4 separate regions of the Mus musculus genome follow, and all the other regions are linked to region 1. A link is a contact called in public HiChIP or PLAC-seq and promoter capture Hi-C data. All regions are on one chromosome and are shown on one strand. Each heading gives the region's core, a stretch centred on a gene start, on an enhancer-like site or on the middle of the called end of the contact. The rest is flanking DNA. Distances are from core to core; before and after follow the strand shown.

Region 1 (2,852 bases), core at 258-2,757:
TGGATACAAGAAGCACTTAGGATTCTATACATGTTGTCTCTCTGTGTAAGGTTCTCCCATGGGTTTGCTTTGCTTACATCAGCCATTCTCTGAGTCCATGCAGGTGCAAGATGCGGAAGGCAAGTTACCCATTGGGATAAGAAGTAATAATACTCCATTAGAGTAACACAGGGCTATAAACAACACTGAGATGACAGTGGCAGGTGTGGCTTGCCAATCTTTTTAGGTGATTTAAACAGCAGGAAACTGAGCTGTTAAACTGGCATATATTGCCTGCTGAAAGGAGTCCAAAAATGTGTGTGTGTGTGTGTGTGTGTGTGTGTGTGTGTGTGTGTGTGAATGTGTGTATGTATATTACATTCGCAAACCAATTAAAGGTAAGGATTCCTGGAAATGGCTTTCTCATCCAGAATGGAGGGTGACTGAGCACAAGCCCAACTGCACGCATGCTCGACTAGAAGGGTCTACAGGTACATCGCGGGCAAAAGCCACTGCCACTTCATTTGCTGGTGGAATGAGTCTCGAGGCTAACTGAGGTAAGGATCCACTTTCTCTGGGTAAGGCAGTTGTGGGTTGATAGACAAGTGTGGAGGTATGGAGCAGAGATGAGGGATTCGGTGCATGGCTGGGGATAGGAAGTCCGCCTGCATCAGAGGTCTGCAACGTGGGCAAGCTTGAAAACCTCCTGCAAACAGGTTCAAGTTCTCCGGACCAATGCCAGTTACTCCAGTCTAAAGGAGGCCATCGCTTTGGGCCAAGCTGCTGTGTGAGCCCCTAGCAGTCCAGATCGGGCCAAAATGGAATCAAGGCACTATCACTAAGATGACCATCAAACTGGCTTTGAAAAAACTGTTTTGGGCTAGTTTCCCCCGAGCATGGGCGTCCCAGTCAGCTGAATGAAGTCAGTGAGGAAGTTCTTTTTCAGCAATGGAAGGGGAGAACTCTGCGGAGAGAAGCCTCGCTTTTGCTCTTGTTTCTGCTTTCCACAACTCTTTCTGCCGTTTCTGCCGCTCAGGTCAGGTCACTGGAAGCTCCTTCTACTTCCAGGTTGCAATAAAAAAGCTTAATCAGATCTTTAGACTCTTACTACCTTGTCTCAGATATTCATCTCGGGAGGTGGAGGCCAGGATAAATTGAGGTTAGCTGTTCTCCAGCTGACTGCTCCGCAGCCAAGTGAACATTGTACACGGAGTTCAAATCCCACCAACGGCTGCTCCTTCAAGGAGGGTTTCTATTGCTACATAGGAGCTCACTTGCAGCCTGAGGTGAGGGTCTCAGGGACAGAACTCAGATACTTAAGTAGCAACGGCCAAGTATCTGGAATTTCCACGAATGCATCCGTGCAGACACCTCACGTGAGTCTGGCACATAGGACTGTTCCCAGACCTTACAGCCAGCCACTGCCACATAGCACCAGGAGTAGGGAAGAATGCGCGTGCGCCTTGTGTGTCGGGAAGGGGGGGGGGGGAGCGTTGGAAACGCATGCGCGACCACGGGGCGGGGCGGTGCTTTCCCTGCCGACAGGGGCGTGGCCTTCAGCGTAAGGGGTGGAGCCTGGCCGCCCATTCTGACCCCCGACCGCCCCGCTCTGGACCACCCCGCACCCAGACCCCCACGCACATGTCGCGGCACGTGTTCCTCACCGGGCCTCCAGGTGACCCAGAGCCTGCGGGACTTGGCGGGGAGGTAGAGCGCCTGGACCTCTGTCCGGTCTCCGGCCTGGCTTGGTGTATCGCAACCCGGCGAGAGGGAAGGCCAGGAGGACTGGGGAGCACCGGTTACATGTCCCCAAGGACCGGTTGTCACCCGGGTCTCGCGCCACTGAGGCCCAGGTGTACTCTGTAGACTTTAGAGTCAGTTGAACAGGCAGAGGCTTTGGGGAGGAGCAGGGGGCCGCAGTTGGAGGCGCGCCGGCCTTGCACAGCATGCCCTGCATTTGAAATCAGGGTGCAGTTGGGTCCCCAGCTTCCTGCTGTAGGGTTCACCCGGAGCCATCATCAATACCTATGTTCATAAGAGGTTTAGTGAACACCGGACTCACAGGCTTTCCCCTCCTCCCCGAGGAGAACCTGGGAGTACTGTCAGTCCCGGATTTGCACCTCTACACCCCTGCCTCCTGTCTCAAGAGTTAGTAATGCTTCGCCCCTTGCGCTACAGGCCCCACTCCAGTGTGTCTCACTAACATCCCAAAGGGTTTGGCTTTCTAAGCCCCTCTCCAGCAAGTTAGCGAGACTTTTAAAAAGAAAGCACCCTTTGTCAGCACCACTGCCTCTCAGCCTCTTCCTAAATATTGACCAGCATCTGTAAGTCATCTCAGAGGGGGCTTTGCTCAGCTGGTTTTTTTTTTTTTTGGTTTGGTTTTTGAGACAGGGTTTCTCTGTGTAGCCCTGGCTGTCTTGGAACTCACTCTGTAGACCAGGCTGGCCCCAACTCAGAAATCCACCTGCCTCTGCCTACCAAGTGCTGGGATTAAAGGCATGGGCCACCACTGTCTGGCTTGCTCAGCTGTTTTTAACATAACAATCCCTGTGAGGAGATAGCCTCTGGGTCAAGAGCTCTTGGGCTGCTGTGTGTTGTCTGTTTGGAAATACGGATATATGGAGTTTGAAAGTTGCATTTATTTACGTATGTGAGTGTGTGCGCAGGTGTGGAGGTCAGAGGACAACTTTGAGGAGTTGGTTCTTGTTGCCCCATTGAGCCGTCTTGCTGGCCCATAAATATACTCCCCTCCCCTTATAATAAAAGTGCTGCCTGCTTGGTATGAGAGCTAAAGTGAAATGTTAAAGTGACAGGCTTTTTGTTGGTGGTGGGGTGTGTGTATGTGTGCAGTGTTTGGGATGTAAATAATAAAA
Region 2 (2,852 bases), core at 93-2,592, 870 kb before region 1:
AAAGCATTTGCCTCTATACTAGCATGTCTTTTTACCACACTGCAGGGTTACAGGTACATGTCCGGGTTCTTCTTGTTTTCCTTCGGTTTTGGATTTAAAGGGAATCCAGCTAAACTTTAATTGCTTTAATTTGAATACCTTTACTTTCTACTCTATTTCTCATCTTCAGTTTGTTTCTTCTGCTCAGACTCTCAACAGTGATCTGAAATTTCAATCAGGCGTCTAAGCCTCAGTACTGACCTACAGTATGGGCCCAGGAGCTTTCTGAATACTAGCTGTGTACTTGTGGCCAATGTAACTCTGCCAGTATAGATATAAAAATGAATAGGTAAAGTCCAGGTAGCTGGGAAGTAACTACCGTAATGAATTCCTGCATGTGTGAATATCAACTGTATCTAGGATTTTAAAAATTAGTCTTAAAACTTGTGAAAGTCAGCCAGGTGGTGGTGGTGGCGGCGGCGCACGACTTTAATCCCAGCACTTGGGAGACAGAGGCAGGCGGATTTCTGAGTTCGAGGCCAGCCTGGTCTACAGAGTGAGTTCCAGGACAGCCAGGGCTACACAGAGAAACCCTGTCTTGAAAAACCAAAAAGAAAAAAAAAAAAAAAACCCAAACAAACAAACTTGTGAAAGTCGGAGGCCAAGTGTTGTCGGTGGACACAAAGAACCTAACACAGCGCAGAATGTGACATCAGGCCCTAGACCTTGAGACTCGAGCTCTTAAGGAGGACCTTTATGAAGATGTGTGTACATATATGGGTTGCTCTGACAGTTAATGAGGGAAACACACAAAAATGCATGTACATGTACACCTGGTACGTTCTTCCAAGTTCTCAGCTTGCTTTTGCTTTTTAATCGTGTAAGTGAGCTTGGAATTTTGAGCAACCGCTCCAAAATAAAAACAATACAGCGTTTGTTACGTGTCTGGTTCTAAAAGTCAGGCAATCAACGTGAGCTCTTCTGCCTGCCAGTGCCTGTCCTTCTGCGAGTGGCCTGCCTTTAGTAACCATCTCTGATTTTATTTTCCTGCACAGTGAGAAGGAGAGCAAAAGGTCGGCCAACAAGTGGGGGAGAAGGTCCCGGAGAGGGTAGCGCTTGCGGACATGGCTCCAGGAGACCACGTGGGCCGTGGTCCCGCCGCCTCGGGATGCGTTTCACTGTCTTTGGCCGCCTCCTCCCAGGAGCTACGCTCACCCAGGTCGTAGAGGGTCCGCAGAACGGCGTCCAGGAGTGCCTCCGAACCAGGAGGCTCAACGGAGTCCGAATCGTGCTCCGCCGCCATGGGAATCAGCACGGAGACCCCCCCAGATCCCGCCCAGTGCCCACCACTTCCGCTTCCGGCGCGGCTTCTGCGCGTGCGTCACGGTCCCTGCGCGGCCTCGGGCCTGGTTAAGATGGCGGTGCCCGGGGTCCCGTGCAGTGGCCGTACGGAGTGCCACTGTCCTGGGCAGACGGGAGCCGCCCCGTGCGAAAGAACCGCCCCCAGCGGCTGCACTACAGCCGTGTAGCAGACCAGCCCAGGCCCCGCCAGGGACGGCAGCCGCGCCATGGACGTTCCTAGCTCCTCCAGCTCCCGATTCTCGGTCGGCTCGGCCAGCCCTAGCAGTGTGCTCCTCTATGCGGTAGGCGCCTGGGAGGACCAAGGCCCAGGGCAACGTCGCGGGAAGGACAGTCCCTCCCCGATCCCTATGTCCCCAGCCCACGACCCTTGCTTGTCTTAAAGAGCGGGTCCTAACCCAGTTGGGTACGTGGCTTGGTATCCACGGCAACCATGTGTCTGCGCCTCGGTTAACGCGTCTGCTTTTACAAGTTTGTATCGATGGCGGTCCCTCTGTCCCTTCTCCCCGTCAGGCCGGGAGCCCCCGCACACAACATGAGGGGAGCATTAGAGTTCTGCCTGTTGAGTAGTAATCTTAGTCCTGACCTAGCCCGAGAAGACTTTTGGGTCTCCACCTCCCGCCTTCTCCCCAGCCCTCTACCTTAAGTATTCCTGAGAGAGAAAAATATTCGGCTACAATATGCGCGTAGAGTTTTTTTTTTTAACTCTTACTTGGAACCTCAGGAAATTACTGTCTTCTATTCGTTATGTTTGCACAAGTTTCTGAGTAGGATACCCATTGCCACTGTTTTCTGTCCAACTTACCTTCTACACTACCCCCTTCCGCCCCCCACTTCCTTCCTCTTCTAGTTTTAACTGGTGGTTTGCCCCGTTTGGTTTCCAACAGAGTGTTGGTCACTTACAATATTCACGAGCAATTATCAAGGTGGAGACTTCGTGTGCTTTCACTCCGTGGGTTTGCACAATTACGGGTGGGGTGGGGTGAGAATTTGCTTATTTTTATGTGTATGAGTGTACCTGCATGTGTGTATGTGCACCACGAGGTGTCTGGTGCATCAGAGGCCAGCTCTGGGAATTGAGTTACAGATTGTGAGCTGCCCCAATGTGGTTGCTGAAGGAATGACCCTTAACCCTTGTGCCATCTCTCCATCCTCGGGGGAGAGTTAAAAAAAATCTTAATTAATTATTTTTGAAACAAGATTTTCTTGGTTTGTTCTCTGGCTTTGGCACTAGCTGTGAAGCCCCAGGCTTTCTGGATCTTGCATTCCTCATGCCCTCACCTCCAGAGAGCTAGGATTATAGTCTACACCACCACTCTTGACAAAAGTGCCTTTCAAAGGGTATTTCCATGCTATGCCAGTAGTTAACACCATTTTCTTTTCTTTCCTTTCCTTTCCTTTCCTTTCCTTTCCTTTTCTTTCTTTCTTTTTTTTTTTTTTCTTTTTGGTTTTTTGAGACAGGGTTTCTCTGTGTAGCCCTGGCTGTCCTGGAACTCACTCTGTAGACCAGGCTG
Region 3 (2,852 bases), core at 141-2,640, 720 kb before region 1:
CCATCTCCTCAGTGATGTTCTATATGGGTTCTCGGTGATACTTGGGTCCTGTATGCCTGCAGGGCAAGTACTTCACCTACTGAGCAATCCCTGTAGCCCCACATCGTCAAAAATAGTGGAATACTGGTTTTGTGTGTCAACTTGACACAAGCTGGAGTTATCACAGAGAAAGGAGCCTCCCTTGAGGAAATGCCTCCATGAGATCCAGCTGTAAGACATTTTCTCAACTAGTGATCAAGGGGGGAGGGCCCAGCCCATTGTGGGTGGTGCCATCCCTGGGCTAGTGGTCCTGGGTTCTATAAGAAAGCAGGCTTAGCAAGTCAGAGGAAGCAAGCCAGTAAGAAACACCCCTCCATGGCCTCTACATCAGCTCCTGCCTCCAAGTTCCTTCCTGTGTGAGTCCCTGTCCTGATTTCCTTTGGCATGAATAACGATGTGGAAGTATAAGCTGAATAAACCCTTTCCTCCCCAACTTATTGGTCATGTTTTGTGCAGGAATACAAACGCTAAGACAACTGGTGAATGTGGGCTCAGAAGTCACAGAAATTCAAGATGGTTATGTGTCCAACATTCATCCATTGTTGTTCCCCCACAGCCTTTTCATGCAGGACTCTGCCCAAACCATCTAGCTTTTTGCTGATTCAATGGTGACAGCTTATGGCCTGATTTTTGAGCTGGGAGACCCTCCTGTGATGCTGTTGTGGCCTTGACTTCACTGGCTAATTCTACGTATATCATTTCCATAAGTGTGTCTGTTCCTAAGTTAACAAGAACAGACTGTGTGACTAAAATGTCTGTAACATGCACATGGCTGAACTTGACTCAAGATGTTGGGCTTTGTTCAATAAGTAATCTTAATTGAGCATGGTCTCTAATGGGCTGCTGGAAGCCTCAAAGGAATGGTACTAGCTAGGTGAGGTAGCATGTGCTCAAACAACAGCCTTAGGGCTTGACAATGTGACCAAACTTTCCATCTATTCCAAAGCTGCTTCTCTTCGAAGACCTTGCGACACTTCCAGGTGCCACGCACCCAGCACATGCCAAGGGCATGCATGGACGCAGGAGGCTGCTCAGAGAGGCGAGGGGACAGGAGGCCGCTGCCCGCGACAGGACTACACAGCTCAGGTAGGCACTCAACGGCTTGCACCACAACCTGGCACACCGGAAGCATGCGCGACTGAGAGAGAGCGCCGGGTAGGCACTTGGACGTGGGAGAAGCCGGGACACAGACCGGAAGTATGTGCAGCACAGGGAGCGCGCCGGGAGCCCGGCCGGAAACGTGCGCTGCTGCAGGAGCGCGCCCGCCCGCATGCCCGCCCAGGCGGTGTGGGACACGGGCCGGAAGTGTGTGCGGCCGAGGGGACTCCGCGGCGGACGCAGCTCCCGGCTGAGGCTGCGTGAAGGATCCGCTTCCGGCGGCCGCCTACTGCGACCAGGGTGGTGTGCGCTGTCACCCACGGGCTCAGCGCGGCGTCCCGCGACGGCCTTTCGCTGAGCTGGCCCGGCGGCTGCGATCCCTGCGCGTGCAAGCCGAGGCCCCGCGGCCATGAACGGCAAAGAAGGTGCGGGGCCGGCGCGTGGAGGGGAGGGGCTGGCAGGGCCTGGCCCCTGTGCTCGGCTGTCACCGTGCCATCCATCGCACGCCCCCAGGGGACCCTGCGGACCGACCCAGAGCGCAGCCGGGTGCCTGGGGTCTCAAGCCGCGTTTTGTGCGACCCCTGCACCAGTGCACGAGTTTGGGGACCTGTGTGTGGCTGGAGAGGTCGAGCCCTGTGGGTACCGGGGGACGAAGGGGATAGCCTGGGCTGTGCTAGCGCGGCATCGCAAGGGCTCCATCCATCTCTTCTTTTCTGCCTAAGGACCAGGAGGGTTCAGGAAGAGGAAGCATGACACCTTCCCACATAACCAAAGGAGAGAGGGGAAGGATGCCAGTTTGTCTTCGCCGGTGATGCTGGCCTTCAAATGTAAGTTTCCATTAGGAGAATTAGAACCATAACCGTAACAATCGTGTCGCCGTAGTGTTCGGGTGTGGGGTCGGTTAGGGAGCCTTTAGTCCATGCCGATGTAAGGCTTAGTTTTCCTGAATGTTTCGTGTTGGTGCTAGGTCTGCCCAGAAAAAAAAAAAATCTGTATTCTAAACATTCCGATATCAGGATAACTTGACCAAGTTAATAGAACAAGAATACCAGTGTACATGTATGTACGAGATTCACTAATAGTTCCTGTTCTATGCAGAGTGCTACCTCAAAATAAGTCTTGCCAGTCTAGTAACCAATCTAACACACTCTAAATATAAATATATGTGCTAGTAAATGGTAAGTGTGAAGATGATGTTACATACAGAACAGTTGGTAAGAATGTGGCAGATATTTCCATATTATTTAACATTTAATGCTTTTTATGTGGGACTTTTTACTGTTTACTAATGTTAATATAGGCCACCATAGTCAAGGGCTTTGGGATATAGATGTTTGCCACTTTGCATTTGCTAAAAGTAACGCAAAGTAAAAACTGCTTCATATTTAGGAAGAAAGAATTAGGTTGCACCTTGTAAAGAGAAGGGTCCCAGCTAATGTGTGGACAGTTTTGTTTTTGTTTTTGTGTTTTTTTCTTTTTTGTTTTTGTTTTTTTTTTCGAGACAAGGTTTCTCTGTGTAGCCCTGGCTGTCCTAGAACTCACTCTGTAGACCAGGCTGACCTCGAACTCAGAAATCCACCTGCCTCTGCCTCCCAAGTGTTGGGATTAAAGACGTGCGCCACTCCCCCCCCTCCCTCTTCCCGGCTAATGTGGACAGTTTTAAAAGAACATAGCACCTACAGTGGTCTTCATGAGTGTGAGGAAACCAGGTAAAA
Region 4 (2,852 bases), core at 168-2,667, 630 kb before region 1:
CCCGTGATGGCTTGGTTTAGTGGAAGCTTGACTTCGTGGGATTCAGGCACAGCCAACCCATGACAGCCTCCCTGGGGGAATCACAGTTTCTGTGGGGCCGGGGACCCTGACTGCATGCTCCCTGCTTAGTTACTGGGCCCAGGGATAGATTCTCCTGGTTCCAGTGCTGGAAACTGAACTTGGATCCAATGGAAGGGCAGCTAGTGCTCTTAACCCCTGAGCCCCCTCTCCAGTCCATATATTCTTGTAAGGAAGAAAAAACAATCTAGAAAAGTTAATAGAGAAGGGCACATGTAGGTGCCCGCTGCCCTCTTAGACCTTTCTGGTCGCTGTGACGGAATATCCAGACATAAGCAGCGTTAGTAAGAAATGGTTTGTCCTGGCTCACGGTTCCTGGGTCCATCATGGTGGGTGGTATGGCAACAGGTGTTTGAGGGAGCCGGTCACAGTGCATCCGTGGTCAGGAAGCAGGGAGAGATGATGCCGGTCACAGTGCATCCGTGGTCAGGAAGCAGGGAGAGATGATGCCGGTCACAGTGCATCCGTGGTCAGGAAGCAGGGAGAGATGATGCCGGTCACAGTGCATCCGTGGTCAGGAAGCAGGGAGAGATGATGCCGGTCACAGTGCATCTGTGGTCAGGAAGCAGGGAGAGATGATGCCGGTCACAGTGCATCTGTGGTCAGGAAGCAGGGAGAGATGATGCCAGTCACAGTGCATCTGTGGTCAGGAAGCAGGGAGAGATGATGCTGGTGTTTGGCTTTTATCTCCTCCTTATTTGTCAATTAGTCAGTGTGTGTGTCTCTACCTCAGTCAAACTCATCCAATCTCAGTAATCCCCGACAGCCTGACAGAGGCATGCGTTCAAGGGATTCTACGCCCTGCCAGTCGCTACTAACAGTCGCTACGACAGTCGCTGCTAACGTCACACATATAACCCCAACTCTTAGAGTTGACGCAGGGGAATCCAGTGTTCTAGGATAGTTTGGGTTACGCATGCAGACTCCGTCTCAGAACAACAGAAGAAGTCAGAGTGGAAACAGTACAGAGAGCTGTACTCTGGGCCCTACCTCTCTTGGTGCCAGTCCATGCTCACCCTAAGCCCTGGGCAGGCAGCAGCTCACATGCAGAGCCAGGTCTGTAGCGTGCTAACAGCTTTCCCCGTTCCTATACTGTGCGATGGTGGTGGACACACTAGCCGTGGCTGACTCTTCTTACCAAGCCTCATGCACCCCAAGGAGTCACTTACACATGGCCCCATGGCTACGTTAACACTGATTAAAATGAACCTCTCTGATGGTCCACCCAGAGCAAACCTTGAAAAGTACCGACTTCATTCTGGTTTATGACACAACTTGGTCTGGTGATTTTGTCCCACCAATGATGTCATGGTGCCCCTAGACACTGTGACTCACACAATAGCTCCCCCTTGCCTCTCCCTCATCCTTGGCGGGTGACTTTCGTAACCATGCGAGTTCTGCCTTTGTCCTTCCCTCCCTTCTTCCTCTCTCTTTCCTGGAAGCTGAGTAGGCTGTGTCTTCTCACCCAAAGGACCCCTAGTGCATGGTGACAAGCTTGCTGTACCTGGTGTCAGTGAACAATCGACTGTCTGTGGGTTAGCGGAGTCTGTATCCATAACCTCCAGGAAGAAGGACACAGACACAGAACAAAACACCACTGGCTTTGTGTTTGTGTTCTTGTTACTTTAAGCATCCCATTGGCTAGTGGCTGCCTTCTCAGACAGCGTACTTTTGATGAAAATGGTCGCCAGCCAAGGCAAACATGCACTTAGGCTTTTTCTTGGGGCCTGCATTGTAAGCTTGGGGCTCCAGAGGAAATGTGTGGGAGAATTACTCAAGGTCTTAGCCTCTAGCAAGAATGCAGGGATGCTGAGCTATGCTGCCCAGCCTGGCTCCTGGACACTCCAACTGTGACATTCTGTCCATCTCCCTGGGTCCATGTGAGCTCTGGGCTCCAGGGACACCTCTCTTTGTGGATACGTAGGGGACAAGGAAGGGGTGTAGCCTCTCAGACAACAGAAAAGATGATGTCATTTGGGAGTGGTCAACACAGGAGGAAAGTTCTCTCTACTAATGACATCACTCCAAACACCCTGCCCACAGCTCACCGATGACATCACTCCACACACTCTGTCCATAGCTCTGCAGGTGGCACATGGGCTCACAAACATCTCTGCTGCTCTGCCTCAGAGTTTTAAAAACAGTCCAATAGAAGAACGTAAGACAGATAGATGGATGTGCATGATACCACATGCATTCCTTCCTTGTGTGTGTGCACACATGCTTGTGTGGCTGCACATATGGGTGCAGGTGTGTGCATGCATGTTGCATATGTGGTAGTTAGTCAGAGGACACCCTTGGGTGTCAGGCCTCAAGCCCTTAGCATTTCCATTGTTTGAGACAGGTCTCTCATTGGCCAGCTAGCTCTCAGGAGTCTGTCTGTCTCTGTCTCATCATCACTAAGATGGCTGTGTGTTCCCCTGTGCTCAGCTTTTAATGTAGATTCTGGGGATTTGAACTCAGGTCTTCATGCCTGCAATGCAAGCGGTTTGCCAGTAAACCACCTCCCCAGCCTATACTCTTTCTAGCTCTTGATTGATCTGGGTGGTCAGTGATACTGTACCCTGCCCTGCAAGGCTCTGGCATGTACCTGCAGGATTATTGTAGAAAAGAGTACAGGTACAGGACTGCCCTGATAATGCACTTCAAACATGAAGTCTAGCAATTTTACACTTGAAATGCCAGCTCATGCAAGCCTCCTGCCGCTTGTCTCCGGCGCTCTGAAAGATAATAGAACAGTTGAGCATAGCAAATGATCACCAGTGTGGAAAGCA

Evidence for each region. Promoter capture Hi-C pulls out the DNA fragments that hold promoters and counts their contacts. HiChIP or PLAC-seq counts read pairs in DNA pulled down with a chosen protein or histone mark.
Region 2: an H3K4me3 HiChIP or PLAC-seq map of pro-B cells shows a contact between it and region 1, with 4 times the contacts expected there. The contact joins the promoter of Gnpat here to the promoter of Ntpcr in region 1. A contact is called at or near these places in 4 of 39 promoter capture datasets (hippocampal neurons, liver and pre-B cells) and 2 of 115 datasets of contacts at active chromatin or transcription factors (bone marrow-derived macrophages and pro-B cells).
Region 3: a contact with region 1 is called in a promoter capture Hi-C map of hippocampal neurons, with 6 times the contacts expected there. The contact joins the promoter of Tsnax here to the promoter of Ntpcr in region 1. A contact is called at or near these places in 3 of 39 promoter capture datasets (embryonic stem cells, hippocampal neurons and liver), 1 of 484 Hi-C or Micro-C datasets (embryonic stem cells) and 4 of 115 datasets of contacts at active chromatin or transcription factors (astrocytes, craniofacial prominence, embryonic forebrain and 1 more).
Region 4: a contact with region 1 is called in an H3K4me3 HiChIP or PLAC-seq map of bone marrow-derived macrophages, with 5 times the contacts expected there. The contact joins the enhancer-like site here to the promoter of Ntpcr in region 1. A contact is called at or near these places in 17 of 39 promoter capture datasets (the 3T3-L1 cell line, 3T3-L1-derived adipocytes, cancer-associated fibroblasts and 10 more), 1 of 484 Hi-C or Micro-C datasets (embryonic stem cells), 6 of 115 datasets of contacts at active chromatin or transcription factors (T-cell acute lymphoblastic leukemia, bone marrow-derived macrophages, craniofacial prominence and 3 more) and 1 of 9 other capture datasets (liver).

What each region holds. Positions count from the first base shown.
Region 1 is chr8:125,732,696-125,735,547 of GRCm38.p6, forward strand. Ntpcr (nucleoside-triphosphatase, cancer-related) reads left to right here and starts at 1,508. Exons shown (of 5, transcript NM_025636.5): 1 at 1,508-1,654. The coding sequence starts at 1,621.
Region 2 is chr8:124,861,691-124,864,542 of GRCm38.p6, forward strand. Gnpat (glyceronephosphate O-acyltransferase) reads left to right here and starts at 1,343. Exons shown (of 16, transcript NM_010322.3): 1 at 1,343-1,622. The coding sequence starts at 1,548. It overlaps 2810004N23Rik (RIKEN cDNA 2810004N23 gene), which reads right to left and starts at 1,339. Exons shown (of 7, transcript NM_025615.2): 1 at 1,195-1,339. The coding sequence starts at 1,282.
Region 3 is chr8:125,011,651-125,014,502 of GRCm38.p6, forward strand. Tsnax (translin-associated factor X) reads left to right here and starts at 1,391. Exons shown (of 6, transcript NM_016909.3): 1 at 1,391-1,562; 2 at 1,860-1,964. The coding sequence starts at 1,547.
Region 4 is chr8:125,104,119-125,106,970 of GRCm38.p6, forward strand. The region is part of intron 3 of Disc1 (disrupted in schizophrenia 1); the gene reads left to right. Among named protein-coding and RNA genes, the nearest start is that of Disc1, 51 kb to the left of the region's middle. Within about 2 kb of position 1,418, at least 4 of the 459 cell types and tissues checked have an H3K27ac peak or open chromatin away from gene starts, as enhancers often do. A contact at or near this core is called in bone marrow-derived macrophages, where this site is marked.